7 separate regions of the Mus musculus genome follow, and regions 1, 2, 4, 5, 6 and 7 are each linked to region 3. The links are chromatin contacts, called in public HiChIP or PLAC-seq and promoter capture Hi-C maps. All regions are on one chromosome and are shown on one strand. Each heading gives the region's core, a stretch centred on a gene start, on an enhancer-like site or on the middle of the called end of the contact. The rest is flanking DNA. Distances are from core to core; before and after follow the strand shown.

Region 1 (4,103 bases), core at 784-3,283, 1.4 Mb before region 3:
GCCTAATGGCAATGTAAAAACTATTTAATGTCCATATTTGTAACTGCCAAAAGAGGAGACCCAGTATTAATTTAACTTACACAAAGCAAAGGTAAAACGATTTTTCAAAAACGGTGATGGATGTGAAACTTGGTCTTGTGGAATACAAATGTTTCAAGGTCAGTATTTGTTTTACCACTTCATCTGTTCTCTCTAAATACTTTAGAAGCCTGTCTAAAAAACACATATGCATATATGTATGAGCGTGGGCTGTATCCATCCAGGCATAATGTTAAAGCCTTTATTTAACTCTACAAATAAAGACTGGAAGAACGGAATTGAATATGGAGCTTCTAGATATAACTGAACCCTGGCACATGACAGGATCAGAGTCAGATACACTCAAATCTACAGCCCAACTGCAGCATTGGTGGCTACGGATGGGCTGTTAAGAGATTATTTATCTCTAACATTGTTCATTATTTTTATCATAAGTATAATGAAAGCAAATACTCCAAATCTGACCGCTATTTTTCAATCCTCTACAGAAAATGGATTTCCTTACTGACTGACTCCTCCCACTCTGCACACACTACAAGGTTAACTTCTGGCACACCACATAGGTTGGTAGTGTCATCAAACTTTGGTCTAAAACATACTTTTTCTCTTCAATGTCAACTCTGACTAGTGCACATAGTAGTAATTTAGAGTCACCTATATCAGAATGAGTCACTGTCCAACCCCGAAGCACAAGCAGGACGGTATGCTATCCTGAAGAGCTGAACTATATTTCAAAGCAACCGAAAAGTACTCCGAAAAGGGTGATTCTTTTTCCTATATTTACACTTGACAGCCTCAACCTCTTGTAGCAAATCAAAAATCAAAAGCTCATGCAATACGACCTACGCCAAAAAAGCACACCTCATTCAATGTCAAAGCCCATTTCTGGTGGAGGCAGAGGCTTCCTTCACAAGAAATGAACCGGTTTTATTTAGAAATACCTAGTTCCTCGAGATTACACCCAGTTTAATCCTACAAACTGTTCCTCGGCTCCCTAACACTATCACTACTGTTGATCACTTTATCTTGACACTGATTCCTATAAAAGTTGAGCAAGGTTTGAAGATACCAAATTAACTGTACTTCACGGCCAGGGAAAGCTGAAAAGCAACGTTACAATTCGGTTTATTTAACCAGCAAGTCCAACACGGGCTGCTGTGCACCGATCTAGCTGAACGTGAAGGGCATCTGGGGCTTGCTGTGCCAGAATTCTAACTTAGGTAGCATTCATACACAAGCCCCACCACTACCACCCCTAAAAACAAAAATAATAATGATAATGCACTGGGTCACGGAGCTGTTTCAGACGCGGTATTCACTAGCAGGTAACCTGGGTGAGATATTAGACAGCTCGGTCGGCTACGTGGTAATAACTTGCAGATTCTGGTTCTGGGGGAACCGAAGCCCATCTCGATGGAACGCCTAGAGACGCCCTTTATACTCCTCTCACACGGAGAAGCATCGCACGAGCCCGAGGCAGCCTGTGTCGAGCAAGATTCCAGAGCCCGGGGCGACACGGTGAGGACCGGCTCCACCCGCCACCGGGTCGCTGCCCCGAGGGCCCCGTGGGCCCCGTGGGCCCGGTCGCCGCTCGGCGAGGCCAGGAAGTTGCAGGCGGCCGCGGACGAGGCCCCGAGGCTCGCAGCTAGGCCGACCCCCTAGACAGCAGGGCCCCGGGCCGGCCGCACCCCCACGTGGGGCTCCCGGACCACAGGGCTCCGGGCCGGGCCCGCGGTCGCTGCGCGGCCCACAGAACAAAGCCACACGGCCATCTTGAGGCGGTAAACAGACCCCCGGCGCAGGCCGCCCGCCGCCCTCCCTCCCGCCCGCCCGCCACGGCGGCCCGCCCCGCGCGCCGCTCACCGTCCTCGAAGTCCATGCTCGACGCCGCGGGGCTGACGGTCTCCGCGCTGCGCTCGCTGTGGCCCGCGGCAAGAGCCCGCGATACGGCAGTGTCCACACGACCGGCCCGCGCGACCGACAGCGGCGCTACTAGCCGGGAAGCCGCAGGCCACAGCGAGGCTGGGGGCGGGGTCGGGCGGGCCTGCCAGTCGTCGCAGCACCGCCTCCGATTGGCCGACGCGGGGTGGTGGGCGGGTCTCGCGAGGGGGGCGGGAAGCGAGGCAGTTGTCAGGCTCCTGGGTCCTGACCCTGGGGATCGCGGGGGACGGAAGGTGAAACGGGAGTGCGGAAGGCTGGAGAGGGATGTTCTGGAAGGACTCCGGTTGGCCGGCCATGTTGGAGCCTGGCAAGAGCAACCGGGTCCAGGAGGGAGTGCCTTTCTCTTGCAGAAACTCATTAAATGACATGGCGACCTTTGGCTACTGTTGGCTGAAGGAGTGAGGAGGAGAGATTTTTTTCACTACTTATGGAGTTCCTTCCTCTGACACACAGAAGTGTGGGGCGTGCACAGGAACCCTGATTGCCAAATAGGACAGGATCATAAGACTATCCCAAGACAGGCTGCTAGCCACTGCTGGGTTGAAGGTAGTAAAGCAACTGTGAAAGTTCACAGATGGGAAAGATTTGGCAGGAAGAAAGTAGTCCACCGTTCAGCTCGAAGGGGAGAGGGAGGGAGGGGGAGGAAGAGATTATTCCACTTTTAAAATTGTGTTGGAGCAGATGCAAAGGTATTCACTCAGGAACACTATGGGAAGACTCTTGTGGACTTGAACCACAGTTTTAAATAATTTTCTCTCTGTCCTCACAGAGCAAATGGCATTAACAACAAATTGGTTACCTAGATAGGAAGCCAGACATCAATTCTTTGCACTCAATTTGCTAGACTCAGTTCGGAGGAAGCCGGAAATAAAACTGGAAGCACAGGGAGGTATACCACAGTAGCCCCAAATCTGGGCACGGCTTTGTGTCCTCCTGCTCATCTCTTCCTCCTCCACCCTCCCTGACTCATCCTGTTCTCCACCCTTTCCCAATTCCTTCTCTTCTCCCCTCCCACACATGTTTTCTGTTCACCTGGGCTGAAAGCTGAACTCACAATTTCCCTTCTCAGACCTGCTTATCCTCGTGTATTCTCTTGGCTGTTCACGGGGCGGTGAGCAAACCGCCCACTAATCCCAGCCAGAAGGCTGACTCGGTCCAGTCCACTCGAGACTAGCTCACCGCTCTTTCAGCCTCCTACTTCCAATCCACACACTTTTGTATCTGCTTACCCCACCTAAGATATCTTAGGTCGGCCCCACCCTTTCCATTTTCGTGGCCACTACCTGAGTTAGGATACTCACTGTCTCCCTGCAAAACTCTTGCTTATACAGGGCTGGAGAGATGCCTCAGTGGTTAAGATCACTGACTGCTCTTCTACAGAGGTCTTGAGTTCAATTCCCAACAACCACAAAGAGATTCACAGCCATCTGTAATGGGGTCCGATGCCAACTGGTCATGTCATTCCCACATTAAGGCTCTGAGTAGATCTGTCCAATGCTGCCTAACATAGAACACAAACAAAAGGTAGAGATACTGCCTGACCCTTGCCCTCTCCCTGTATTCCCCTTCCTCTCACCCTGTTCTGTCTCTGTCTCTGTCTCTGTCTCTGTCTCTCTCTCTCTCTCTCTCTCTTTCGTCTTTATAAAGACTTTTTTTAAAGATTTATTTATTATATGTAAGTACACTGTTGCTGTCTTCAGACACACCAGAAGAGAGCATCAGATCCCATTTACAGATGGTTGTGAGCCACCATGTGGTTTGCTGGGAATAGAACTCAGAACCTCAGGTAGAGCACTTTAACACACACACCCCCTTCTATCCCACCACCCACCAGAGGTAGTGGGAAAGAAAGGATAAGGGGGAAGTGGACCTGCTTAGAAAGGTTCTTTGGAGCCACTCTCGCCTGTGTTGTCTGGAAACAGGCAGTTCAGTTCAGCAGCGGCAGCTCGACCCCCTGGCGAACACTTCACAGATACACCAGCGAGGTGTCCTCTCATGAGCGTCACAGATACACCAGCGAGGTGTCCTTTCATGAGCGTGCTTTGACAGAAGATCCTTTCACCTGTGTCCACTTCAGCGAAACACACCTTCACATGTTTGTCCCCGGCCAAACACCATCCAGC
Region 2 (3,781 bases), core at 1,266-3,765, 1.2 Mb before region 3:
CAAAGATCTGTCCAAACTTTAACCTCCTTATGGTCTGAGCCAATTTATGTACAACTTGCCCACAAATATCAGGAAAGTCCAATTTCTAAAACAAGAGTGCTCACAAAACAATTTAACTATTTGGACAAGCCAAACATTTTAATCCTAAAATTAGTTTAATTAATTAATTAATTTTAAAAATTAATTCTAAAATTAAATAAAGAAAAAGTTTTAAAATTTTTTTTTTAAAGTTCCAAAATCTCCATAAAATATAAAACTTAACTGGGGTGGGGGTAGGGGGGAAAGGCCACAGGTTGACTAAGAGTTTTCAACGCTTAGGCAAAGAAGGCTGTGGCCATGGCTCAATACTTGGTTGCATCAGACACACTCCACCCTCCCCCAGTGGGAAGTGGGGGAGGGAACGCCAGGTCACCTGAGGACAGCTCACAACTCTGACCTCTTAATCTATAAGGTTTCAATCAACAAAGTTTATACACCTTCAATAAAAACTAGAGGAATCTAAGATAGTATGTTCCTGTGGACAGAGCGGGAACTCTCCACCGCTGTGGAATCCCATCCAGCACTGTGGATTACTTCCGCGTGTATTTCCGGAGGGCTCCCTAAATTAGTGGCAGTCAACACTCTCAGGTTCTCGACCTCATTTTAATCTTCAATTCTTTTTCATGTCCAGACATTGGCTTTTAACTTCAGTTGGTGTCAGGACAGCTCTGACCCTGACCTTGCTGATAATATATATGCTGTGTTCTCGAGCTGGAAAAAACAGATGGTATCTGAAGACCTCACAGAGTAGTGATTCCCCCCCAACCCCAGGTCTTCATGACCCTCACCCTCTACCAGGCCCTGGAAACTTTGGGGAGGGGGGCCTGAATCATATTTTCCTCGGTTGTTTATTAAGTAAACAGCCCTTACCCTTACTGAGACCAGACTCCACGCTCTGCCGGGACTCTTTCCACACTCGAGCACTGAGCGAGTGTATTAGGTGCTCAGTGAACGCTGTGTGGGTGGGATTTTATTATTTAAATGGCCAGGGAAAGTTTCCGGATATCAGTGCTTCACGTCTATATCTCTTTCAAAAAAAAATAACAAAAACAAAAAAACTCACGTCTTCACAGCTGTCTTGACCAATACAAAATAAAAACTAAAAGAAAACTTTCAAAGTCACGGAGAAGGAAATTGTGGGAGGAAAGAAACCAAACAGGAGCCCCCAAAGTCTCAAGTCAGGGCTCCGGTTCGGCGAGGACGCCCAATACTTGGTCTCATCTCTTCGCCTTCTGCTCCCATTTCTTTACCCTGCTTTTTCTTTCCAGCAATCCTACCTCCCCACTCTCTGCCACGCACACCCCAGCTGCATGGGAACCGCGAGACCTTATACCCCAACCCTCTCCAGAGGGGACCTACCTCTCCTCCCCTCGACCCGAAGCAGTTCTCCTTCACTGCGGATGGCTTAAAAAAAAAAATCAAAGAACAACAACAAAAAAATCTCATTTCCTTATCTGTTAGGGATACCCCACATAAAGGGGGACAGAGACAGAGTGTCCCCCATCGACCCTCCAGTAACTGGAGGTGACAGTCCTCTGGGAAGGCACCCCAGTTCTCCTCTTTTTCAAGCCCCTAAACCAGAATCAAGCAGAAGTCCCGTTCCCAAGAGCCCACGCTTCCAAACAAGCTAGAAGCGGATTATACCGGTACCCAACCCGGAGATGGCCCGCGGCGCGCAGGGTGCACCTGCGGCCCCAGTGCCCTCCCCCCGGGCGCGGAGGGCGGGGCGCAGGGCTCCCCTCCCTTCCCCGCCCCAACCCGCGAGCACCCCGAGTGGCCCACCCGGAGCGGGACGGAGGCGGATGGGGAAGCGTTTCTGCAGAAGTTCAAGGGCTCCTCTCGCCGGCTCCGGGCCAACCAGGCCAGACACCAGACACCCACCTCCTGGAGGACTCGGAGCCACCGCGATAGGCAATCTCCGCCCCTGCGTTCGCGCGCACGGAGGCCGAGGCGGGAGCGCGGCAGCCGGCACCCGGCCCGCGCAGGGCCCAAAGCGAAACAATGTCCCAGCACGGGGTGGGGGGGCTTGGTCGCACTCCCCGCCCCAGGGTCCCGAAGCCCTCCGGAGTTCCCGATCGCAGCCCCGGGAGCAGCCGTGCTCCCCCGCGGCGCCGAGAGGCCGGACGTCTGCGCGCCCCGGGGCCGCTCCACCTGCGCCCTCCCGGCCAGGGTGGACCGACGCGCACCCACCTTCGCGGGCAGCCCGGGCCGCGCGTGCGGGAGCTTAGGCGGAGGCGGGAGGCGGCGGCATCACCTGCGGCGGGCGGCGGCTGCACCGGGACGCGCCCCGGAGGCGCGCGGCGCCCTGGACCCTGAGTCCGCGGCCCCGCCCGCGGCTGCCACCTCTAAGCGCGGCGGAGGAGCCGGGGCACCCCGGGCGGCGGCAGCGGCGGCGACGGGAGCAGCAGCACATGACTCTGTAACGAGGGGAATTAGACAAAGCGTAACATGGACTCCAGGCCCGTGCAGGCGCCGCAGCTCTGGGACCAACCGCAGCCTGCGAGCGCCGCGACTGGCCGGGTCGCAGCCAATGGGGCGGGCCCGGGCCTCCATGTGATTGCCTGCTCTGGGCCCGCGCACCCCGCCGCGCCTGCCTAGGGGGTCGGTCCGGCTGACCCGAGGGGCTGGGTGGCCGGGAGGTGACCGGGATTCTGGGCTGGCTGCTTGAAGCTCAGCAGGTGCACGAGGCGGAGAAGAATGGCCGCCGAACGTCGCCGGAGGCGCAGAGCTTATCTCTTTCAAGCGCACCTGGGCAGGGCATGGTGCCAGGCTGTCTGTTCCCTTGAAGCAACCGGGCTGGGCCGGGAAGCTTCGTCTGTGTTGCAGTTTCAGGAGGCTGTTCTGACCACTAAAAGCTGATCGTTGAGATTGGGAGAACGGGTGCGGGGTAGGCATTAAAAAGTCATCCAGTGCCTTCCAACTGGGAAAAAGCAATTACCTGGGATTCAGGGCTCGTGCACCTAACTTAATGTCTGCGCAAACAGATTTCTCTGCTAACAATGCCTTATCTCGTACGTTTTATTTTCAGCTGAATCGGGACCTCCCTGGTCCCAGTCGTTTAAGCCAAAAACGTCGTGCGTACGAAACAGGCACTTGGGAAGTTGTTCTAAAAAAAGTTTCCCAACTCGATAGCTTTCCGGTGTGTTTTTGTTGCCGTGCGGGTGAAGTTTCCTTAGTGTTCTTTTTTTTTTTTTTTCCTCTGTGGAGAGATGAGGGCCAGGACACCAAGTCAGTCAGGGTAATTATTTTAGTTCAATCAAAACAAACGATTCCTCCCCATACTTCAGTATCTCCTTTCATCTGAAACCTCACGCTTCTGGGAACTCATGCCCAAAAAGATGCCCTCCAGATTCATTTATCATCCAACGCTCTTAAAGAAGGCCAGGATCCTACAGAGAGAGGCAAAAAGGAAAATGTTTTTCTGGGCTCCCAGATGGTGACAGTGGCCCCTAAAAGGTAGAAGTAGGCCGCCCAGACATGGAAGAAGAGGCCAGGCCTTGAGGGCCAACACCCTCCCGCTGAGCAGCCCCAGGCAGTTTTAGATGGAACCTCAGCCTTTTGTTTGCTTCCCGGACCCTCCCGGACTGCAGCCTCTCCAATTCCCTACACCCTGCCAAGGAGGAAGTGCGTGGGCAGCCAGTGTGTGGCAGGTGATGTAATTACAGCCCTGGGTTTGCTGATCTAGGAGGTTAGAGGTTTTCATGCTCCTGACAACTAATGGTGGGACGGCTGGATGAAAAAT
Region 3 (4,197 bases), core at 1,217-3,716:
ATCTAAACAATGGAATGCTATTCAGTTATTAAAAACAAAGACATCAAGAATTTTGTAGGCAAAAGAATGAACCCTGAAGACATCATTCTGAGAAAGGTAACCCAGACCCAAAAGGACGCACATAACAGGAGCCTAGCATGGCTGTCCTCTGAGAGGCTCCACCTGGATGAAGCTCTGGGACTCTTATGGAAGAGTTGGGGGAAGGACTGAGGGCCCCTAAGGGTATAGGAACTCCATAGGAAGACTCACAGTTAACTAACCTGGACGCTAGGGACCTCTCAGATTGAACCACCAACCAAAAACCATACACGGATGAGCCCCTCAACACACCCCCAAACCCTCCACCCCCAGGCAAATGTGCAGCTCAGTCTTCATGTTGGGTCCTGAGTAACTGGAACAGGGGCTATCCCAAAAGCTGTTACTTGTCTGTGGAATCTGTTCCCCTAACTTGGCTGTCTTGTTTGGCTTCAGTAGGAACTATCTAACCCTGCAGAGACTTAATGTGCCAGGGTTGGGAGGGCCTCCACTTAGAGAAGAAGGAGTGAGGTGGAGGAACTGTGAGAGGGGGAGATGGGGAAAAGACAACCATAAAGATATAAAGTGAATTTTAAAAAATTTGAAAAAACCAACAAATAAACTTAAGGGCAATTAGATGGACTGTATAAAACAGTCACCTTGTATCTGTCCCTGGTACCTTTCTAATAATTTCACTCTCCAAGAAAGGTCCAGAAGTTTCTTAATGAATACACTTTACAGTATCAAATTAGGTATTCTGTTCAACACGGGGTTCTAGAAACAGTAACTATCCATGCTTCCTTGCTGTGGTCTGGTTATTGGTTTAGACCTATTCTAAGTGAAAGGAGAGGAAAAGGAGGAGGGTGGGAACCCCTAGACTACATACAGACATTTGATACACACGCATGCATGTCTCTCTACATCGGCAGTGGTAGGAATGAAACTCAGCCTACATAATATATAGGCATTTGATACACACACACATGTATGCCTCTCCATTACAGCAGTGGTGGGAATTAAACTTGGCCTACATGGTTTATTTTCATAATACCAGAATGTTTCATTTGGCTGACTATCCTGGTCTCTATTTTGTGATGTGCTTTCTTTTCTTTTGTGTTTTCTTTTACCTCTATGTCAGCAGTTCTCAACCTTCCTAATGCTGCAACACTTTGATACAGTTAGTTCCTCATGCTGTAGTGACCCAACCATAACATTATTTTTGTTGCAACTTCATAACCTACTGTTATGAACTGTAATGTGAACACGGTTTCCAATGGCCTTAGGCGACCCATGCTACTTACACCATCTTTTGGAACTACAAAGCTTGCTGGTATCAAAATAACTGTTAAGTATAAAGAAGCTAGCATCCCCATTTTGGCTTGAAATGAAGCGAGAGTATTTATATGAGTGTTTAAGATTAAGACGTCTTCTGCAAAGCATTCAAAAGAATAACTTCTGCCAAATATTTGGGCATATCATGAATACATGCCTTCAAATTTGTATAAAGTATACTGCAGTGTTTTCAGTACTCTATAAACAATCAACGTTCTTGTCCATGCACCTTGGCTGAGTTTCTTGAACTGGGGCTTCCCAGTTCAAGTTAACAATAATGCCCAGTGTCAATTTAAGCTGATAATATTCTGATTTTGGTTGTAAATATGATCCTGAAAATCTCCTACGGGAGGTAAATTTCTGAGGGCAAATGTAGCAGGCAAACCTAGGGACGGCAAAACACACTCCTAAAATCCTGGCACCCCGTCCTTTCTCTTAATTTAATCGCAACCACCTTCCCCGTATCCAGCATTTCCACAGCTTCAGAATATTGCAAAAAACTACTTATTAGAACCGGGTGAGGAATACTGAAGTAATTCCCGGTAGTGCTGTCAACTCTTCACTCCTTTCGCTCCAGTTCCTGAGTTTACTGCACCTGGCACACAGTTTAACTCTTCGGAGCTCGCGGTCCAGAAACCACCTACTGCCTGCGGGCCAGGTAGGCGTTCTATGTGCCCAGAGACGCTCACGGGAGCCACCAAATGCCGGGGCTGAGGAAGCGCCCGGTGACACCAGATCTCATTTAAGGTCTGTTCGCTTCAAGAACGCCCCGGAAAGACTCGGGGGTCTGTGGCTTTCCCCTGCGTGTGTTAGCACAGCCCGGTCCGCCAAGCCGCCGCCGAGCTGGACAGAGGCCGCAGCCCGCCCGCTCGCCTGGGGGCCGCCATGCCGACTCACCGCTCGCTCGCGCTCCGCCCGCGCCGCCCGCCGCGACCGCGCCGGCTCGCGCCTCCCCGCTCCAGCCGCCGCGAACCGCCTCTACGCCGCGGCTCGGGAAGGGCTTCACCGCTCCGCGCCCTCCTGACCCAGCTCGATAGGGACACCAACGACACACCGCCGACTCCACAGAGCGGTGGGAAACCGGTCGGGATCTCCTCGGCGTTCGGCTGACGTCACTGCGGAGGGACGGCGGCGGTGCAGCGAGTCCTCTGCGCACGCGCGGCCGCACTTCGGTTGCTGGCGGGGGGCGGGGGGCGGGGGGCGGGGGGCGGGGTGGGGACTGAGGTCGTTGGTCATCACTGCGCCTTTGTTAGAAAATGCCTTGCTGAGGTGACTGTGTGCACTGGCGGTTTCATTTGAATGTGAATGCTAAATACAAACAATTCTGAGAGCTTTCCGAAAATGATGTGGTTCAACTGGTGGAAAATCTGGTAGTGTACTATGGAAAAAGTCTGTTTATCTCCCAAAGTATGTTGCATCTCAAGAGAAGTCAAGGCATGAGTTAGGGAAGGACTAAAATACTTGTTCACTGTAGACAGCTGCCAAAATTTGTTCCCAACCAAGCCCTTAAAGCTATTTATAAAACTTTTTATCAGAAGGATGTATGTATGCATTATACAGAAACTTGGAAATATTTTATAGTTATTGCACATTGTACTGGGAGAACTGGGACATTGCTACTTGTGGGTGTCTGTCATGCTCTCTATCCAGTATGAAAAGAAGCTTTGATGAGGGGTGAAAGTTAAACTTCTTTATTTTTAGATTAAAATTCTTTTTAATTTAAAAAGGCATCAGGTTTTAAATACATTAAGAATTGAACTCATATTTTGACCCCATCTCCGAAAATTGTCATTTCTGTTGTTATCTGGTTATTATGTCGTGTATGTATAAAATCAATAAATTGTTCAGGAGTATATATCTGACCATTATGTTACAAAGCAACAGAAATACATAAAATCAAATGAGATGTGCAAATATGCATATATGTATCTCAAACACATGACTTAATAAGGTTTTTTTGATTCAATAGTAAGCTGTAGACAGATAGAGATGCACATTAAAAAAAATTTTTACCATGATCAGGATCCACTACATTGCCTTGCATATAACAGTAGATACTGTATAAGTGGCTTGGTCACTTTCCAAGCAATTATTTCTATTTAGATGTCTTTGCCCAATATGAAAATAATGAATGTGGGTGGGAGATTGTTCATTTTTCTTTCCCCAGCAACTATTTAATGCCTGCATCTTGGCAAGAGCTGCACTTACCTGCAAACATCATGATGTCATTTTCCTTTATCCTGTGGTGTATCTGTGCCACATTTGCATTGCCCGTCCATCACTCGAAGGGCATTTAGGTGGTTCCCCCTCGCTAGCTATGGTGAACAGAGCAGCAATGGACACTGCTAAGCAAGCATCTGTAGGAGGATGTCCTTTGGGCATATGCAGAGGAGTGGATCTGAGTCATGGTAGATTTACTTTTAGCTTTTTGAGCAATATTGAGCATGCATGGTTTCTTATATATGGTCCCCAACTGGTAGAACTATTTGGGAAGGATTAGGAGTTGTTACCTTATTGGATAAGATATGTCACTGGGGTGATCTCTGAGGTGTCAAAAGCACACACCACTACCAGTTAGCTCTCTGCATCATGTTTATTATCTAGATGTAAGCTCTGGGCTACTGCCTCACCGCCATGTTTACCTGCTTGATGTCATACACCTCACCATGATGGTTGTGGGTTTGAAAGACTCCGTGAGGAGCCCCTCGCTCAGGCGTCGGGACAATAGCGGACACCCAAGAACTCATGAGAGACCAGGCTTGATGTAAACCACATGAGGCTTTATTCGGGGAAAGCCAGAGCTCTGGGGACGACTCATATCCCACGCAGGGGTAGAGGATTCGACCACGA
Region 4 (3,829 bases), core at 403-2,902, 1.2 Mb before region 3:
AGCAGCCTAGAGGCAGAGAGCCGATACCTTTACTAACAAGGGGAGGAAAAGAGCCAGAAGAAACACCATTTAATCTCTACTCAGAAGTAACAGAAACTGTTCACATTGGTATAATCAAATTTGCATAGAACATTAATTTGAGAGGTGCGGGAAGGGCAAATGAGGGTGAGCAAAGGGCTCAGTCAAAGTAACAGAGATGGTAGATAAACAAGCTGCTACAGTGCTGTGCTCCTTTTAATTCTCAAAGGAGGTCCTGTAGGTGTCCATGCCCAGTATCTGCCTCTAGCCCCAAGATGGCAAGACAGTGGGGATATGCTTGAAACTCTAGGACCCGAGGCTGATCACCATCAAATACATCCTGATATTCCACTAATCAGTAAAGTTCCATGACAAATGCCATCCCCTGAATGAAAAGCCGATGGTCCGTTTGTACTCTGGCTCAGTACACACACGGCTGGGACTGGAGGTCGTGAGAAAAGTTTGCAGATACGTGCTGGGATGAAGAACAGCAGACACAGGGAGAAGAGAACTAAAATTTGGGCTAACCTTGTTATTTTAAGCATAAATTATCATTTCTAATGTCTTTAATGCTGAAAAATAGCTTCTCCCTTGACAGAACTGTTTACCTTCTCAGAAAAAAATAATTATCCTTCAAAAGTCATGGCTAGCATCATTTCTCAGTTGGTGTCCTATCTGCCTAGCATGCCTGAGGCTGCTGGACTCGTCCCCAGGAGAGAATAAACGGGGCTGGGTGGTCCTCATCTGTAATCTCCAGACCTGGGGAGTTTAGAGGTAAGGCGATAAGAAGTTGAACAATACACTTGGCTACAAAAGAGGTTCAAGGCCAGACTGAGCTACAACCTTGCCTCAAAAGTCAGCAGCTGCTACAAAGTTTAAAAGAGAAGAGTGGGCCAGTCATAGAGATGCCTTTAGTCCCAGCACTCAGGAGACTGAGGTAAGACCTCTGTGGGTCTGAGGCCAATCTGGGCTACATAGCCAGATTCTGATCAGTCAGGGCTACACAGGGAGACCCTGTCAGGAAAGAAAGAACAGCCGGGCAGAGGTGGTGCACACCTTTAATCCCAGCACTTGGGAGGCAGAGGCAGGCAGATTCCTGAGTTTGAGGCCAGCCTGGTCTACAGAGTGAGTTCCAGGACAGCCAGGGCTATACAGAGAAACCCTGTCTTGAAAAACCAAAAAAGAAAGAGAGAGAGAGAGAACAGAAAGCAAAAAAGGAAAGAAAAGAAGGGAGGGAGGAGGGTTTGTAAAGGCCTTTACTCAGTGGATCACAGGAAATGTACAAGTGACCATCTCAGGGCTCCAAAGAGTCTAAAGAATGAACTGAGAAATAAGGAGGGGCGGGGAAAGCCTCCCCACCCCAGGATAGGGGCTTCAGCTATAGGATACAGGCTCCAGCTGTATCCTAGCAAGCTTGTTTATGTAAGCAAGGCGTGCTCCTAGAAAATAAAAAGCCTTAAAAGAAGGAACCCTACGTAATTGAAACTTCCTGATACGTCAGTCACTCTCGGGACTCTTGTCTGTGGTCTGGGCAGCTATTTTCAAAAGGACAGATCTCGCCAGGGACAGAAGTATGGAAGGACTGCCTCTGGGCTGCAGTTACGACAATAACGATAGCAACAAAAATAACGATAGCAACAACTAACTCTGAGCCAGGAACTACTGCATCCGTTTTACATAAATTATCCTCACCACTAACCACACACTCACATCTTCATTTTAAAAGGAAGTCATGTCACTTTGCCGTGGACCTTTATCAGCTAGTGGCACAGTAGGGCTGTAATGTAGGCAAGACTCCAGAAGGCATATTATATAGTGTGATAGTCAAGGGAGACAGGCAGCCAACAGTAAACCCCCATCTTCCATTTCCTTCTAATATACGAAAGAGGAGAGTTTTACACAATGGTATGAAATGCAGAGCAAGCTGAGCACTCCTCTAGCTACAAGTGGAGAGATGGCATAGACAGCATATGTCCAATGACAATGCTCTGAAGTTACACTTATTTACAGGGAATAGAAACACACTGTGGGACTGGAGGTAGTTCAAGGTGTGAGCGCTACATTTCAGCTCCCCAGCATACATACACACACACATACACACTCAAGCTAGACAGTCACACATCTGTAATCTGGGGGCGGGGGTGGGGAGCAGGAGGCAGCAGACATGACAGCTAGCTCCCCAGAATTCACTGGCACAACCAGAGCATTTGTGAGCAACAAATCCACTTAGAATCTCTATCTCTGGCACAACCAGTCAATTTGTGAGCAACAAGTCCACTTAGAATCCCTATCTCAAAAGATAGGTGGAGATCAATGGAGAGAAATACCACGCCGGCAGACAGTTGGCCTCAGACTGGTGTGCATACACTCACACTCATGATTGCGTGCGAGTGAGTGCATGCATGCAGGGTCTGATGACTGGTCTCTTCTCAGAGTTTAAAAATCTCCCATACAAACTGCAGATTGGCTGTAAGCCAGACTCTCCTCCTAAATGTCCCAAAGTCCTTGCCAGAGTGTACAGTCACACGCAGGCTCCTTGAACAGTTTCTCAGGCCTTACCCCAGATCTGCTGCCTCGGAGTGACAGCAGGGGAGCTTGTGGAAGCTGTGCATTTAAATAATTCCCAGGTCCTAAGGAACGCCCCCCACCCCACCCCACCCCCAGCTGCTCTGGCCATGCTGCAGACACACTGCTGCTTTCTCTCCCTTCTCAAGAACCTACGGTTGGGGGGGTGGGGGGGGTTATGGTCCAGGCCTGTAGTCCCAGCACACGAGGGGCAGAAGCAGAAGAATAAGGCCTTCAAGGCCAGCCTGAGCTACATAAAACTCTGTCTCAGAAAATGAAGAGAAATGGTCAGGTGACTCAGCCACCTAGGGAAATGCTTGTCACACCAACCTGAGGACCTGAGTTTAGCCCCAAGAACCACCGGAAAAGGACAGGGCTGCTTCCCAAACACACTGACAGTGGCTGGCACATGCCATGCATGCACCCATGATCTCTGATAAGTAATACAATTAATTTTTTACAACTAAAAGATTCCATCCTCGAATGGAATGCCTTTTGTTCAAAAGCCCATACTCCACAGCAGGATGCGTTGACCCTCCAAACATGCCCCACACCTCCTCTGACCCCCAGTCTGCCACAGAACCAAGTTATAGGCTGTCCCAAGGTCCCTCCCTCTCTTACTACCTGTCACCATCTCCTTTACCAGTCAGCTCCTGCTCAAGTCACCCCTAGACTTTGCAGTCAAAATTAGTCTCCCCCTTAGAGAAACTGCCCCCAAAGCGCAGCTCATACAAGTACGCAGTACAGACTGTGGGCTGCCACGTGCCAAATCCTCTACAGCTACTCTCATGCTGGCTGCTACTCCCATGCTGGCTGCTCCCTTAAAGCAGGGTGAACACAGAGAATTGCACACCTTGAGTGCCAGACTTGAGTCGAACGTTTCACTGAGTTACAGCCCAGCATGGTAATGCTGACATGTTACTTTGTGCGAACCCCAGTTTTAGAATCTCTGATATGGGACAGAGATGGCAATGGCCTTCAGGACTGAGGGGGGAAAGCTTGGAGAGTTTAGACAAAATGCATTATTAAAGTGGTCACTGTCTTGTGGTCAATGATAGGACCTCCACGTACTTCCTCTCCTGCTGAAGTGCATGGTAGACAGAGCGATACTCAAAAGGGTCCTCTTTTCTCAAAATAAAAAGGAAGGGAAGGAGGAAAAGGAGGAGGGAGAGGGATTTAAAGTCATAAACAGGGACTTCTGAAAACCCTTTCTCCTTACTCAGTTTTGTTCTGCTGTGAAGGGCCT
Region 5 (4,100 bases), core at 499-2,998, 1.4 Mb before region 3:
AAACTATCCCTATTGCAGATGAGATTGTAACTATACAGACCCCAGATATTATACCAGGAAATTTTTATAAATAACAAATAAAGCAATGTGGCAGGATACAGAATCAACTTGCATGAGTCAACAGCTTTTCTATGCACCAAGAACAAACATACAAAGACAAGATCATGAACACATCCCCATTCACAATAGCCTCCAAGAAAATTATCCCCAAATAAACTCAACCAAGGAAGTGAAGAACCTCAAAAATGAAGACTTTAAGCCTCTGAACAAAGAGATTGAAAAAGACAGTAGAAAATGGAAAGACATCCCACATTCAGGGATTGGAAGAATTAACATGAGGAAAATGACTGTTTTAGCAAAAGCTGGTTACAGATTCAATGTAATCTCAATCAAAATCCCCATCTCATTCTTCACAAAAATAGAAAAGAAAAGAAAAAAACTATCCTAAAATTCATATGGAACCACAAAAGATCCCTGATAGCCAAAACAATCCTGAGCAAAACAAAACAAAAAACCATTCCAGATCTTAAGATCTACAGAGCCATAGTAATAAATAACATGGTGCTGGCACAGAAACAGACAAGCAGACAAAAGAACAAAATTGAAGACCTAAACATGAGCACACACAGCTTCAACCACTTTATATTTGACAATGACGCCAAAAACACAATCTGGAGAAAAGAAAGCATCTTCAACAGACAGTGCTGAGAAAACTGGAGTCCACATACAGAAGAATGGAAACAGACCCTCATCTATCAGATCAGACACCTACAAGTGAAACCTGAAAATGCTAGAAGGAAACACAGGCAGTATCTATCCTACACGATACAGCATAGGAAAGGACTTCCTGAATAAGACTTCATTTGCCCAAGAATTAAAGCTAACATCTAACATATGGGACTTCATAAAATTAAAAATTCTCTGCACAGCTAAAGGAACTGGGGGAAACCCAGAAAATGTGAGAGAATCTTGGCCAGCTACACATCTGACAGAGGATTAATATCCAGGGTATGGGTGTATAGGACTTTCGGGGGGGGGGGGGGCATTCAAAATATGGGCCCGAGACCTGAACAAAGTGGTCTTGAATGAAGGGAGGTGGGGAGGAAGGCTAAGAAAAATCTCATAAAATGTTCATCATCCCTAGCAATAACCAAAAAAGCAAAACAACTTTGAGATTTCATCTTACCTCCATCAGAATGGCAAAAATTAAAAAAATAAAAATACAAACCAACAACAAATGTTAAGAGGGGATGCAGGGAAAAAGGAAGCATCATTCCTGTCGACAGAACTGCAAACAAGTGTAGCTACCATGGAAATCAGTGTGAAGAACTCTCAAAAAGCTAAAAATAAATCTACCATAGGACCCCGCTACACCACTCCTGGCCCCAAGAACTCAACATCCTACTCCACAGATAATTGCTCAGATGTGTTCACTGCTCTAGTCATAGTAGCTGGGAGATATAAACACCCTCAATGTCCTTCAACTAACAAATGGATAGCAAATATGGTGCATATACACTATGAAATACTACTCAGCTGCAAAAAAATGAAACCATCAATTTTGCAAGTAAACAGATGAAAAGTTTTTTTGTTTTTGTTTTTTAAAAAAGTACTGAGTGAGTTACCCAAACCCAGAAAGACAAAAGTTACATGTTCTCTTTAAATGCAGCAGGCACCCCCACACCCCGGCAGTAACCAATAGCTCTCTAATTGGACTTAGGACCTACTCAACTAGAGAGAATCATGGCCAATCCTAGAAACCTAGCCAACTACCGAAGGCTAATGAGGTCATAGATCTGAAGAAGAACCTACAACCACCACTTACCAAACCAGCACAAGGCCCAAGTACACTAAAACACTTGTCCTTATAGCCATGGGTAAGTGCAGTTTTCACCTCTCATAAAGGAAACGTGCCTTTGCAACACACAAAGACCACTACAGAAAACCACAATCAAGCAAAACGCAGAGTTACGGAACCTAGTCCCAAAACAACTTCCAAACCTACGACTCCTAAGTCTCAGAAACGCTGCAGAAGAAGGGGAGACTGTAAGAGCCAAAGGATCGGGCAATCTGCTGTGAAATTGTGTCTCCTAGTCATGTCAGAAGCTACACCATAAAAACTCACCACCACGACTGCCTAAACATGAGCTGAGCAAGGACAAGCCAAAGTGGATGAGGAAAAGGCACAAGGCGCAGTGATTAAGAGCACCCACAGGGTAGAAGATCCTATGCCCTGTGACTTCTGCAGCTGCTGCACACATACGATGGATATACATACATGCAAGCAAAGATTCATATTCATGAAATATAAATAAATCTCTTGTTAAAAAAAAAGATTTTGAGTCCCCAGTCAGATCTATTCATCTCTTTCTAAAATTCATTTTACTTTTATTTAGGTAGGGGTGGGGAGCTATCCAAGGAGGCCAGAAGAGGCCACTGGATCCCCTGAAGATTGTAACAGGCACATCTGTGCCTCACACTCACAACATGCTGGGAACTAAACATGGGTTTGGAAAAGCAACACATTCTTTTTACTGCTGAGCCATCTTTCCAGCCCTCATCATTTCTTTCATACCTATAATAACTGACTTTAAGCCTGGAAAATGTTAGAGAAGAAAATCCTTTGTTTTACTCTTTTACATTTTTTTTAAATTTCTAATCTCTATACACAGGATATGAGGGTCTAAACTAATTCTAAAAGTTTGTTGTTTAATCAAATCTTTTTATTTAGCACATCATTATATATATGTACTACATGCTAATATAAATGCAGTCTACTCACAGGCTAATAATTCTGTCACCTGCCTATCACAGCCTGTTTTCAGTGCTAGGCATCACACTAAGCACTTATCAGTGTGCCTCCCTGATGCATCTGTGTACCTGAGGGTTCATGAACAATTTCCCTGAGACCCTCCTGTGCCCACTGCTGACAGCATGCTCGCCATCTCTCTGTAGTGATGGGGATTCGCATGTGGGCCGTTCCTTGTGCTGTGCAGCATATACGCTTACCCACCAACCCACTTCCCAAGCCCACATTATAACCCTTCAATGTGTCATTATCCAAAACTGCCAATGCCTATTCATTCATCATTCCTTCACAATTTTCTCTAGCAAACTTATACACTAATAAAACACAAGCTTTCCTAGTCGAGAACATCAGTGTCTCTGTAGTCAAATCTCGAGACTATAGTCTGGCTTCTGCCACTCAAGTGCTGGGCTTATAGTTATGTACTGGTATATTTGGTTTATGCAGTACTGAGTAACTAGTAGTTTATCAAGGCTTTGTGTATCGAAGGCAAACACTCTACCAACAGCCCTAGCCCCAGTCCTTTATTAATTTAGTCAAATCTCTGTTGACTTGAACTTTTTCATATTCTGTAAAATATATTTGCCAATTTTAGTAAACTTTTTCGAGATAGGGTCTCATTATGTGGTCTATGTGATATTATGCTTAGGAAACACACCTAGCTTAAAAATCTACCTATTAATAAGCCTCATCTTTGATTTAGTGACCACAAACCTGTATCCATCTCCATATTTTTCACTGTTTTTTTCTCGTCTACGTCTTTGCTTCTCTCGCCGAGCCTCAATTCGCCGCTTTTCTTCTTCTTCATTTTTAGGATCAGTTTTTGCTAAGATTAGGGGGGAAAAAAAAACTTCATTTTAATACATTGTGACTTTCTACGTCTGCTTCATTTCTATGTAACTACTACATATTTTTGTTTAAATCTGCTTATTTGTGCTTATTCTTGTGTTTTATATCCAATATATCTGGACAAAGCATCTAGTACTATATTTCCTATTTTTAATGACAGATTAAAATGTCTGTTATTAGAAAAAAGTTTTTTTAATTATTTTTATTTTATATATATTTTTTGTTTGTTTGTATGTATGTAAATGTACCACATGTATAATGTATATGCAGTGTTCATGGAGGCCAAAACCTGCAACTGGAGTTACATACAGTTGTTGGCTGCCATGTGGGTGCTATGAACCGAACCTGGGTCCTCTGCAGAAGGAACTCTTAACCACTGAGCCATTTCTCCAGCCCTGAGAAAAAGTTCTTTAAAATTAAAAATGAAACTGAGATGGGTAGGAGT
Region 6 (4,001 bases), core at 1,355-3,854, 1.4 Mb before region 3:
ACTTGGGAGGTTGACGATAAGGGAAAGGTTTTCTCACTTGCCCATTCCTCTGTGTTGCTCTTTACCACAAGGAGGTCTGTGCGCAAGGTGAGCAGAGACATTGGTGATACTTACATTTGGAAAAAGCAAAGGGCCTAGGAAGACTGTGGCCTGACACACACCAGCCAACATCCTGAGCACCAGTCAGTCATTTTGTCCTCTCCGAGCAGGGCCGAGCTGGTGGAGCAGGATCTCTACTCAACTGGATACCTGGAGCCAAGAACACATTGAGTAGGAAGTCCTTCTGCTTAGCTCTCCCACTACCCAGCTCTTTAGAAACATGTGTGACTTAATTGAGAAAGAGGAAACATGGTGACCAAGTCTGGTAAGACGGGAACTCTCCTTGCCTATTCACTTTTCTCATATAAAAGACCCAGCCAACATCATTTTAGTCTGGATAAGAAACAGAACGTTTTAGCTGAGAGTGTGGCTCAGTTGCTGGAGTGCCTGCTTACTATGCAAGAAACATAACACTGGGTTTGGTGGCCTGCAAACCCATGGGATGTGGAGGCAGGAGGATCGGAAGTTCAGGACCATCCTGAGCTACATAGTGAGTTTGATGTCAGCCGGGACTACATAAAACCCTGTCTCAAAAGCAGACAAAAATAAAAGCCCCCAAGCATCTGTCCCTACACCCTTGATGGTGACACACTACAAAGGTAACGTGATCAAGACCACAGTGGCACAGCACAGCTTTCTCTCCAGACCCCTGGAAAACATTGAAGAAATGAAGGCTTTAGTTTAGTTGGTTTTGATGTTGTTGTTTGGGGTTTTGGGTTTTTTGGTTTGACAAGGTTTCTTTGTGTAACATCCCTAGTTGTTCCAGAACTTGCTTTGTAGACCAAGCTGGCCTCAAACTCACAGAAATCCTCCTGCCTCTGCCTCCCAAGTGCTGGGACTAAAGGCTTGCAACATCACACTGGGCAAAGGCTTTGGTGTTTGTTTGTTTGTTTGTTTGTTTGTTTGTTTGTTTAAGACTATGTGTCATAGGCCTTAAAATTGCTATGTAGCCAAGGATGACTTTGAATTTCTGATCCTCCTGCATCCCACGTACTTGTTTGTTGTTGTTGTTGTTGTTTTCTTTTTTTCGAGACAGGGTTTCTCTGTGTAGCCATGGTTGTCCTGGAATTCACTTTATAGACCAGGCTGGCCTCGAACTCAGAAATCCGCCTGTCTCTGCCTCCCCAGTGCTGGGATTAAAGGCGTGCGCCACCACCACCTGGTGCATCCCACGTACTTGGATGATAGAAGCTCATCTCTGTTTTATTCAGTGCTGGATATCCAGCCCAGAGTGCCTGCACACCATGCTTGCATTGTGCCACTGAGCTGAACTCCCGGCCTGGGTCCATCAGACGCGAGGTGAGGTGTGGTGGGCCTTCTACCGACATTCAGATTCCAGCAGAATCAAAACTGCATGCTAAGACAAAACACCCCAGACTCCCCTTGACATAACAGACAGTGTCGGGGCAATTCTGAGAAGCAAGATTCAGTGCAGCATTGTTCTCATAGAAGGCTCAGAGTCCTGTCATCCTCTCTTTGCTTCTTAGCTATACAATTAAATATTCTCTTACTGCCTTCTGGAGCTCCCAAGTCTAGACACTATAATTATCATGGCAATTTCTCCAATGCCCTAATTAGCAGCGAACTAAAAACCCTTGGAGAAGAAAGCCAGGACCCTCCCCCGCCTCCAGTACTAATATCTGCCAAAGCCCACAACGAAATTAGTCTAGTACAGGGAGGGAGACTCATCCCCTTCCTCGTTCCCTATCTCCCCTCGATTGGCCTTCCTGTATCCTTCGGGAAGGAAGACGTCAAAGGTTTGCTTCCGCTTTTCCTGTGCCTCATTTAATCTTCCCACCCCACATGGCACCACACAGGCCCACTTTAGCCGTCAGAATTTAGCAGAGACTGTGCTGGACCAAGACATTTCAGCTTGTAGTGTACTTTTGAACATTTGCTTTTATGGATAAAATTAGGAAGGGTCACAGTTCAACCTGAATGTAACCTGAGCCCATTCAGACAGGACTCTGGTTTGCTGGTGTTTGTTTGTCTAGGCTTGTAAAGACCCGCTTCCCTTCCCAGGAACCCAGGCTGTCTTCAAACTCAGCTATGAAGCAGAGGCTAGCCTTGAACGCCTAATCTTCCTGCTTTGTTTCTGCATCCCAAATGCTGGAATTTGGGTTTGGGTTTGGGTTTAGGTTTGAATTCAGGATTGGGTTTAAGGTAAGGGATCATTAAAATAGTATCTATGTAGTCACCCTTCCTTCTCAGCATGGAAGGACCTGGTAAAGTTAGTTAACAAAGAGACTGTACTTATCAGGGCTCTGATCTCAGTGGCTCCCTTCAGGAGTGAGTCAGGGGGTCCAGGGGCATCTGATTACAGCTTTGCCCAGGGTCAGAGGCACTTTTCATGCAAAGGGCCTGACATTTCCTGGCAGGGACAGGATGTTTAGCTTTAAGCCAAAATTCCGGAGCAGCTCATTTGTGTGGGCCGAACAGCCCAGCCCTTCTTGGAACTCACACCCAGTGTCTCCTTACTTCAGCTGGTTCACTGTGGCCGCTCCCTTCTCAGAACTCATTGTATTTCCTGTGTGTCTTTTCTCCCTGTCTTTATAAACATTCTTGGGGGCGGTGGATGGGGGGGTTAACTAGCAAAGTGTAGGCATGAGTAGAGGAGGGAGAGACCACATGAAACAGGCTCTTCCTAAATTAATAGCCTCCCCCCCACACACACACACACACACTACCCCAAGTACCTGGACCATGTGAGAACCTGAGGATGGAGCTCCTGGCCAGTCATGTGACTGCTCTTCCTTAGTAGACAGGAGACTCCCTTCCCAAGGGCCCACCATTGTTACCTGTCATTGTTCCCTTCTTAGATACCCAGGCAACCTCTCTACAAAACCAGATAGAAATGGCCCCAGAGGTTATCCCTATTGATAACGTTATCATTAGTATAATATTTGACATGTTACAAAGCTCCTTTGCCTGTGCCTTTGCTCTGCTTAAGCCTCATTGCAGCCCTGTGAAAACTATCATACTGTGGTCCTTTATTTCGGATAAGGAAATCTGAGGGCTGACCACTCAGGCAAATTAGGCAGCCGGTGGCCTGAAGTCCCAGGGTCTATGTTATCCCACAGCTGCTTCTAATAGGAAGAGCCAGCCTGGCAGTGGTGGCACACGCCTTTAATTCCAGCACTTGGGAGGCAGAGGCAGGCAGATTTCTGAGTTGGAGGCCAGCCTGGTCTATAAAGTGAGTTCCAGGACAGCCAGGGCTACACAGCCCTGTCTCAAAACAAAACAAAACAAAACAAAACAAAACAAAACAAAACAAAACAAAGGTAATAGGAAGAGCCAAATCCACAGCCTCCAGGCTCAGAGGAGTCACATGGGCCCATGCCTGCACATGGAGTCACATGCCTGCACATGGAGTCACATGGGCCCATGCCTGCACATGGAGTCACATGCCTGCACATGGAGTCACATGCCTGCACATGGAGTCACATGCCTGCACATGGAGTCACATGCCTGCACATGGAGTCACATGCCTGCACATGGAGTCACATGGGCCCATGCCTGCACATGGAGTCACATGGGCCCATGCCTGCACATGGAGTCACATGCCTGCACATGGAGTCACATGCCTGCACATGGAGTCACATGCCTGCACATGGAGTCACATGCCTGCACATGGAGTCACATGCCTGCACATGGAGTCACATGCCTGCACATGGAGTCACATGCCTGCACATGGAGTCACATGGGCCCATGCCTGCACATGGAGTCACATGCATGCACATGGAGTCACATGCCTGCACATGGAGTCACATGCCTGCACATGGAGTCACATGCCTGCACATGGAGTCACATGGGCCCATGCCTGCACATGGAGTCACATGCCTGCACATGGAGTCACATGCCTGCACATGGAGTCACATGCCTGCACATGGAGTCACATGCCT
Region 7 (3,891 bases), core at 475-2,974, 1.1 Mb before region 3:
CATAAACCAAGTGTGCAGGCATAAAGCCATAACCCCAGGATCTTTGAGGTTGAGGTGGAAGGACCATGGATCCAAGTTCCACAATTACATAGCAACTTCAAGTCCAGTTTGGACTACATGTTAAAAAAAATGAGAAAGAAAAGAAATCAAATTCAACCCCCCCCCCCCATCCTTTGCTAGCCTAATGACCACATGCACCTAGTGATTACTCTTCAGGACAGCCCAGATTGGAAACTTCGTAAGCATCATGGGTGTTTCTGGTCAGCACTGGGCAGCAGATGTTAACTGTACCTCTGTTTTCTACCTCTCAGACCCTCCTTAGAATGTACTTGAACATTTCTTTGGCTGATTTCCGTTTGTCCTTCAGCATAGAGCTCATATATTATCACCGCCACAGAAGCTTCTCTGGACTATTCCTGTGTCCCCTACTCCCGGATTGCACAGACTGGGGTCTGTCAGAGCCTTAGCCACACAATACTTATTAGACACCACTGAGGACAGCCATTCAGTAGTGCCTGTCCCAGCCAGGCAGGAAGAGCATGCGTGCTTCCATTTGGGCTCCCTACTTCCCCTTAGCTTCTGAGAAGTAACAGAGTGAGTGGGTGACTCTACAGGCACCACACCCCCCACCACCCTGTGTAAAGACAAACATGCTCAGAATGGGAGAACTTAGACTTCTGAATGCAAAGGACAGGGCGCTTTTTTCTTTTTAGTAAAAAAAATAAAACAACACCACTAGATGTATTATTTGCAAGAAATTTTATTGTTTCGAGTTTGGGTCTCACTGTGTACCCCACCCGGTGTTCAGATTTATAAACTTCTTGCCTCTGCCTTATCAGGATGAAGATTATGCATCTAACTGGACAACCCTTTTAACGAGTCAAATACACACACACACACACACACACACACACACACACACACACACAATCTCATAATCTTACTATTAAAAATGACAACTTCTGATTACATTTAGATATTTGTCTTTTCCCATGTTTTTTTTAATATATGTAACATGTGTGTTTTTGTATCTTGAAGAAAAAGAGCCCGACTAGTTATTAAGTTTCCTTTAAAAAATAAAACCTGACACATTGTTATTTTTCATGTACACTTAGGAATTCAAGAAATGTAACATTAAAAAAAATGTTACTTTCCTTTTTGTGCAGGCTGCCTGTGCCCCTGCCCCCCAACCTTGCTGTAAAGCTCTCCTGACATAATACCCAGAGCAGAGACAATTCTTTCCCATGGCAGACAGAAGGAATGGCCCTTTTCTGAGGCATTAAGGGTAATTGTACACCAGCCTAGCCCAACCCTGGAACAAATTAGTCAAAATTAGGCCCGAGTGGCATCCTAGGATCAGAAGGCCAAGGTTAGAGGATTCCCTGGAGATAGACAGAGGCAAAGCTCACACAGTGACAGGGTTGCTACATGAGAGGAAAGGGAAGTTTGGGCACGATAAATGAATAGTCGAAACTAAATTGGTCTCAGTCTCATAGGAAAACACAGCCACTTCTTAGTGGTGTGGGGAATCTCTGGAGGAAGAAACCAAAACACTGAGCCTACGAATGAGCTCTAGGAGGGAGAGTTGGTTTAGATTTTGTTCTCTATTGGCTCATGTGCCCCAAGACTGCCTGTTCTAGGTAGGTATCTGTTACCTCTGGACAGCCACTGTGGAGTCCGAGCTCATGCTATGAAACCCGGTGCTTCCTCTATGTCTGAAAATGATGGAACGAGTCAAGGACAGCCAGGCTCCTTCCTGCCTCGAGCTCTCTGAGGTCTTGCAGAGGCTGAGGCAGAGGCTACAAAACACACTCGGAAATGATACCAGCTGAGAAGACAAAGCATCTCTAGCTTTGCCTCTCGTGTTCTTCTGAGTTGACCCAGAGACTCTGCAGTGCTGACCCTGAGGAAGCCTGGTTCATTCTCCAGGAATAGGACAGGAATGCAGCATTGGGAAGAACAGGAAAAGAAATTAAGTTCTTGAGCAGGAAGACTCCACCTTTCCTTTGAGGACAGAAAAATAAGTAAGTAAGCAAGTAAATAAATAAATAAAGACCAGAAGGTCAGCTGGGAACATGTAGCTCAGTAGAGTGCGACCTTCCTGGACTACTTGTCCTTGTACTACTTCAGCCCACCTCCTGAAAAGCAGGCAGCCTAGGACCCGGTGGGCAGACACCACCTGTGTTCTAAGAACAGAGGCACCTGAGTGTGGCAGGCCAGCCGGCCCCTGGGCTCATCCTGGCTCTGCACCACTCCCTCCCTGCAGTTGGATTATAGCTCTATATCACATCTGGCTTTTTATGTGAGTGTTGGGGATCCAAGCCCAGATTCTTTTGCTCTCACAGCGAGCACCCTACTCACTGGCACATCTCCCCTGCACCTGAAAGATCAGCAGGACGGTGGAAACAATGGCAACCAAGCAAGGGAAGAGATGAAAGCAGAGTATGAAAGGGGGCAGGAGGGACGCAGAAGGTGGATCTGCTGGGCGCTTTCCATGGGGTCTAGTGGCAATGTCACTGGCAAGTTGATGCCACACATTATTGTTTGTCAGTCTTGCTCTGTACAGAGAAATTTGCTCTGGGCATTGTTAGCTGACTCTCAGCTACTCTCTGTGGCCTTTGGTTCTGAGTGAAACCAGATAGAAGCTCTTTCTTCTTACTAGGACTGGAAAACAAAGAGTTAAGTTCTGGCAAAACTACTTCTGGCTTTGGTTTTATCTCAATGTAATGGGTTCTTTTTTTTTTTTTTTTAAATGTGTTTTTGTGTAATGTGCATGCATGTATGCACGTTTACATGCGTATGGGTGCACATGTACCCATGTGTGTGCATATGTAGTGGGGGACAGAGGTTGATGTTGTATGTCTTTCTGGATAATTCTCTATTTATGGAAGCAGGATTTCTTGCTGGACCCACAGCTCCCCAGGTCAGCTAGGGTAGTGTAGCTAGACGGCTTGGGAGTGCCCTGATTCTGCCTCTTGAGCTCTGTAATTACAGGTAGGCCACTGTGCCCACCCAGCATTTATATGAGTGTTGGGGATCTGAGTCCCAAACCTGAACTCAAGGCAAGTTCTTTATCACTGAGCCATCTCTCCACTGAGCCCCCTCCTTTTTTATTTTTATTTATTTTTGAGAAAGGGCTCAAGGTAGCCCGGGGTTGGCCTCTAATTTGCTGTGTAGCCAATAGATGGCCTTGAACTTGTGATCCTTCTGCTTCTACCTCCCAAGTGCTGGGACCACAGACATGGTGCTCCACGATGTCCGCTTTTATGCGGGCCTGGGGATGCTAGGCAGGCACTGTACCAGCAGTGCAGCCCAGCTCAGCTGCAGCCCAGCTCAGCTGCAACCCTGGGCTTTCTCCTGGCTTTGACTACTAATAAAGACTGTACCTTCCCCACTTCCTGATGCTGGAAAACTAAGATAAAGAGCATCACTTGAGCATATCACTTACAGGATGCCCTCCAGTTGACCCTAACTTTTCTCTTTCTGTTCTCCATTCTAGTGACTCAGGAACCTTCTTTTCCCTGCCCCATGCTGTCCAGTGACATCACAATTCAGGCCTCTGTCCCCATCCAGAGATCCCAGACCCTAATAACTTCTCATGTCTGTAGGGGGTATCCCCTGCATAGAGGTTCAGCCAATGTTCCCTACTGGAATCTTTCCTCTGGTTAAGAGTCTGGGGGATGGAGTGGGTCCCACCTTCCTTGTGACCCTGTGTGAACAGGCTTTTGGGTTGGCTTTTAAGACACACTGTAGCTATTTGACTATGCAATTGTCTTTTTCTGTTTATGGAGGATTCGAGAACAACTTATTTTTTTGAGAATGATTTTCATCCTTTCTTGTTAATCTTTTTCAGTTTTATATCATCATAAAACTAGCAAATTTCATGGGTAT

Evidence for each region. Promoter capture Hi-C pulls out the DNA fragments that hold promoters and counts their contacts. HiChIP or PLAC-seq counts read pairs in DNA pulled down with a chosen protein or histone mark. Capture Hi-C pulls out chosen DNA fragments and counts their contacts.
Region 1: a promoter capture Hi-C map of liver shows a contact between it and region 3, with 7 times the contacts expected there. The contact joins the promoter of Zfp326 here to the promoter of Thoc2l in region 3. A contact is called at or near these places in 4 of 39 promoter capture datasets (the 3T3-L1 cell line, hippocampal neurons, liver and 1 more), 2 of 115 datasets of contacts at active chromatin or transcription factors (astrocytes and large pre-B cells) and 1 of 9 other capture datasets (liver).
Region 2: an H3K27ac HiChIP or PLAC-seq map of acute myeloid leukemia shows a contact between it and region 3, with 4 times the contacts expected there. The contact joins the promoter of Lrrc8d here to the promoter of Thoc2l in region 3. A contact is called at or near these places in 1 of 39 promoter capture datasets (pre-B cells), 1 of 484 Hi-C or Micro-C datasets (CD4 T cells) and 3 of 115 datasets of contacts at active chromatin or transcription factors (acute myeloid leukemia, astrocytes and pancreatic cancer cells).
Region 4: a contact with region 3 is called in a promoter capture Hi-C map of pre-B cells, with 3 times the contacts expected there. The contact joins the enhancer-like site here to the promoter of Thoc2l in region 3. A contact is called at or near these places in 3 of 39 promoter capture datasets (the HPC-7 cell line and pre-B cells) and 1 of 115 datasets of contacts at active chromatin or transcription factors (astrocytes).
Region 5: a contact with region 3 is called in a promoter capture Hi-C map of liver, with 2.1 times the contacts expected there. The contact joins the enhancer-like site here to the promoter of Thoc2l in region 3. A contact is called at or near these places in 8 of 39 promoter capture datasets (the 3T3-L1 cell line, the C10 cell line, the HPC-7 cell line and 3 more) and 2 of 115 datasets of contacts at active chromatin or transcription factors (astrocytes and large pre-B cells).
Region 6: a promoter capture Hi-C map of liver shows a contact between it and region 3, with 4 times the contacts expected there. The contact joins the enhancer-like site here to the promoter of Thoc2l in region 3. A contact is called at or near these places in 5 of 39 promoter capture datasets (the 3T3-L1 cell line, hippocampal neurons, liver and 2 more).
Region 7: an H3K27ac HiChIP or PLAC-seq map of microglia shows a contact between it and region 3, with 6 times the contacts expected there. The contact joins the enhancer-like site here to the promoter of Thoc2l in region 3. A contact is called at or near these places in 4 of 39 promoter capture datasets (hippocampal neurons, liver and stem cell-derived epiblast-like cells) and 1 of 115 datasets of contacts at active chromatin or transcription factors (microglia).

The regions. Positions count from the first base shown.
Region 1 is chr5:105,874,498-105,878,600 of GRCm38.p6, reverse strand. Zfp326 (zinc finger protein 326) reads right to left here and starts at 2,033. Exons shown (of 12, transcript NM_018759.2): 1 at 1,903-2,033. The coding sequence starts at 1,918.
Region 2 is chr5:105,698,703-105,702,483 of GRCm38.p6, reverse strand. It overlaps Lrrc8d (leucine rich repeat containing 8D), which reads right to left and starts at 2,515. Exons shown (of 3, transcript NM_001122768.1): 1 at 2,230-2,515. It overlaps Gm42166, which reads left to right. Exons shown (of 2, transcript XM_017321263.2): 2 at 1,621-3,781. The coding sequence ends at 2,596.
Region 3 is chr5:104,506,619-104,510,815 of GRCm38.p6, reverse strand. It overlaps Thoc2l (THO complex subunit 2-like), which reads right to left and starts at 2,466. Exons shown (of 8, transcript NM_001166581.2): 1 at 2,245-2,466.
Region 4 is chr5:105,716,169-105,719,997 of GRCm38.p6, reverse strand. The region is part of intron 1 of Lrrc8d (leucine rich repeat containing 8D); the gene reads right to left. Among named protein-coding and RNA genes, the nearest start is that of Gm42166, 13 kb to the right of the region's middle. Within about 2 kb of position 1,652, at least 138 of the 459 cell types and tissues checked have an H3K27ac peak or open chromatin away from gene starts, as enhancers often do. A contact at or near this core is called in the HPC-7 cell line and pre-B cells, where this site is marked.
Region 5 is chr5:105,896,024-105,900,123 of GRCm38.p6, reverse strand. It overlaps Zfp326 (zinc finger protein 326), which reads right to left. Exons shown (of 12, transcript NM_018759.2): 7 at 3,521-3,632. Among named protein-coding and RNA genes, the nearest start is that of Zfp326, 22 kb to the right of the region's middle. Within about 2 kb of position 1,748, at least 1 of the 459 cell types and tissues checked has an H3K27ac peak or open chromatin away from gene starts, as enhancers often do. A contact at or near this core is called in liver, where this site is marked.
Region 6 is chr5:105,858,009-105,862,009 of GRCm38.p6, reverse strand. No RefSeq gene overlaps it. Among named protein-coding and RNA genes, the nearest start is that of Zfp326, 17 kb to the left of the region's middle. Within about 2 kb of position 2,604, at least 81 of the 459 cell types and tissues checked have an H3K27ac peak or open chromatin away from gene starts, as enhancers often do. A contact at or near this core is called in liver, where this site is marked.
Region 7 is chr5:105,623,979-105,627,869 of GRCm38.p6, reverse strand. No RefSeq gene overlaps it. Among named protein-coding and RNA genes, the nearest start is that of Gm32230, 18 kb to the left of the region's middle. Within about 2 kb of position 1,724, at least 47 of the 459 cell types and tissues checked have an H3K27ac peak or open chromatin away from gene starts, as enhancers often do. A contact at or near this core is called in liver and microglia, where this site is marked.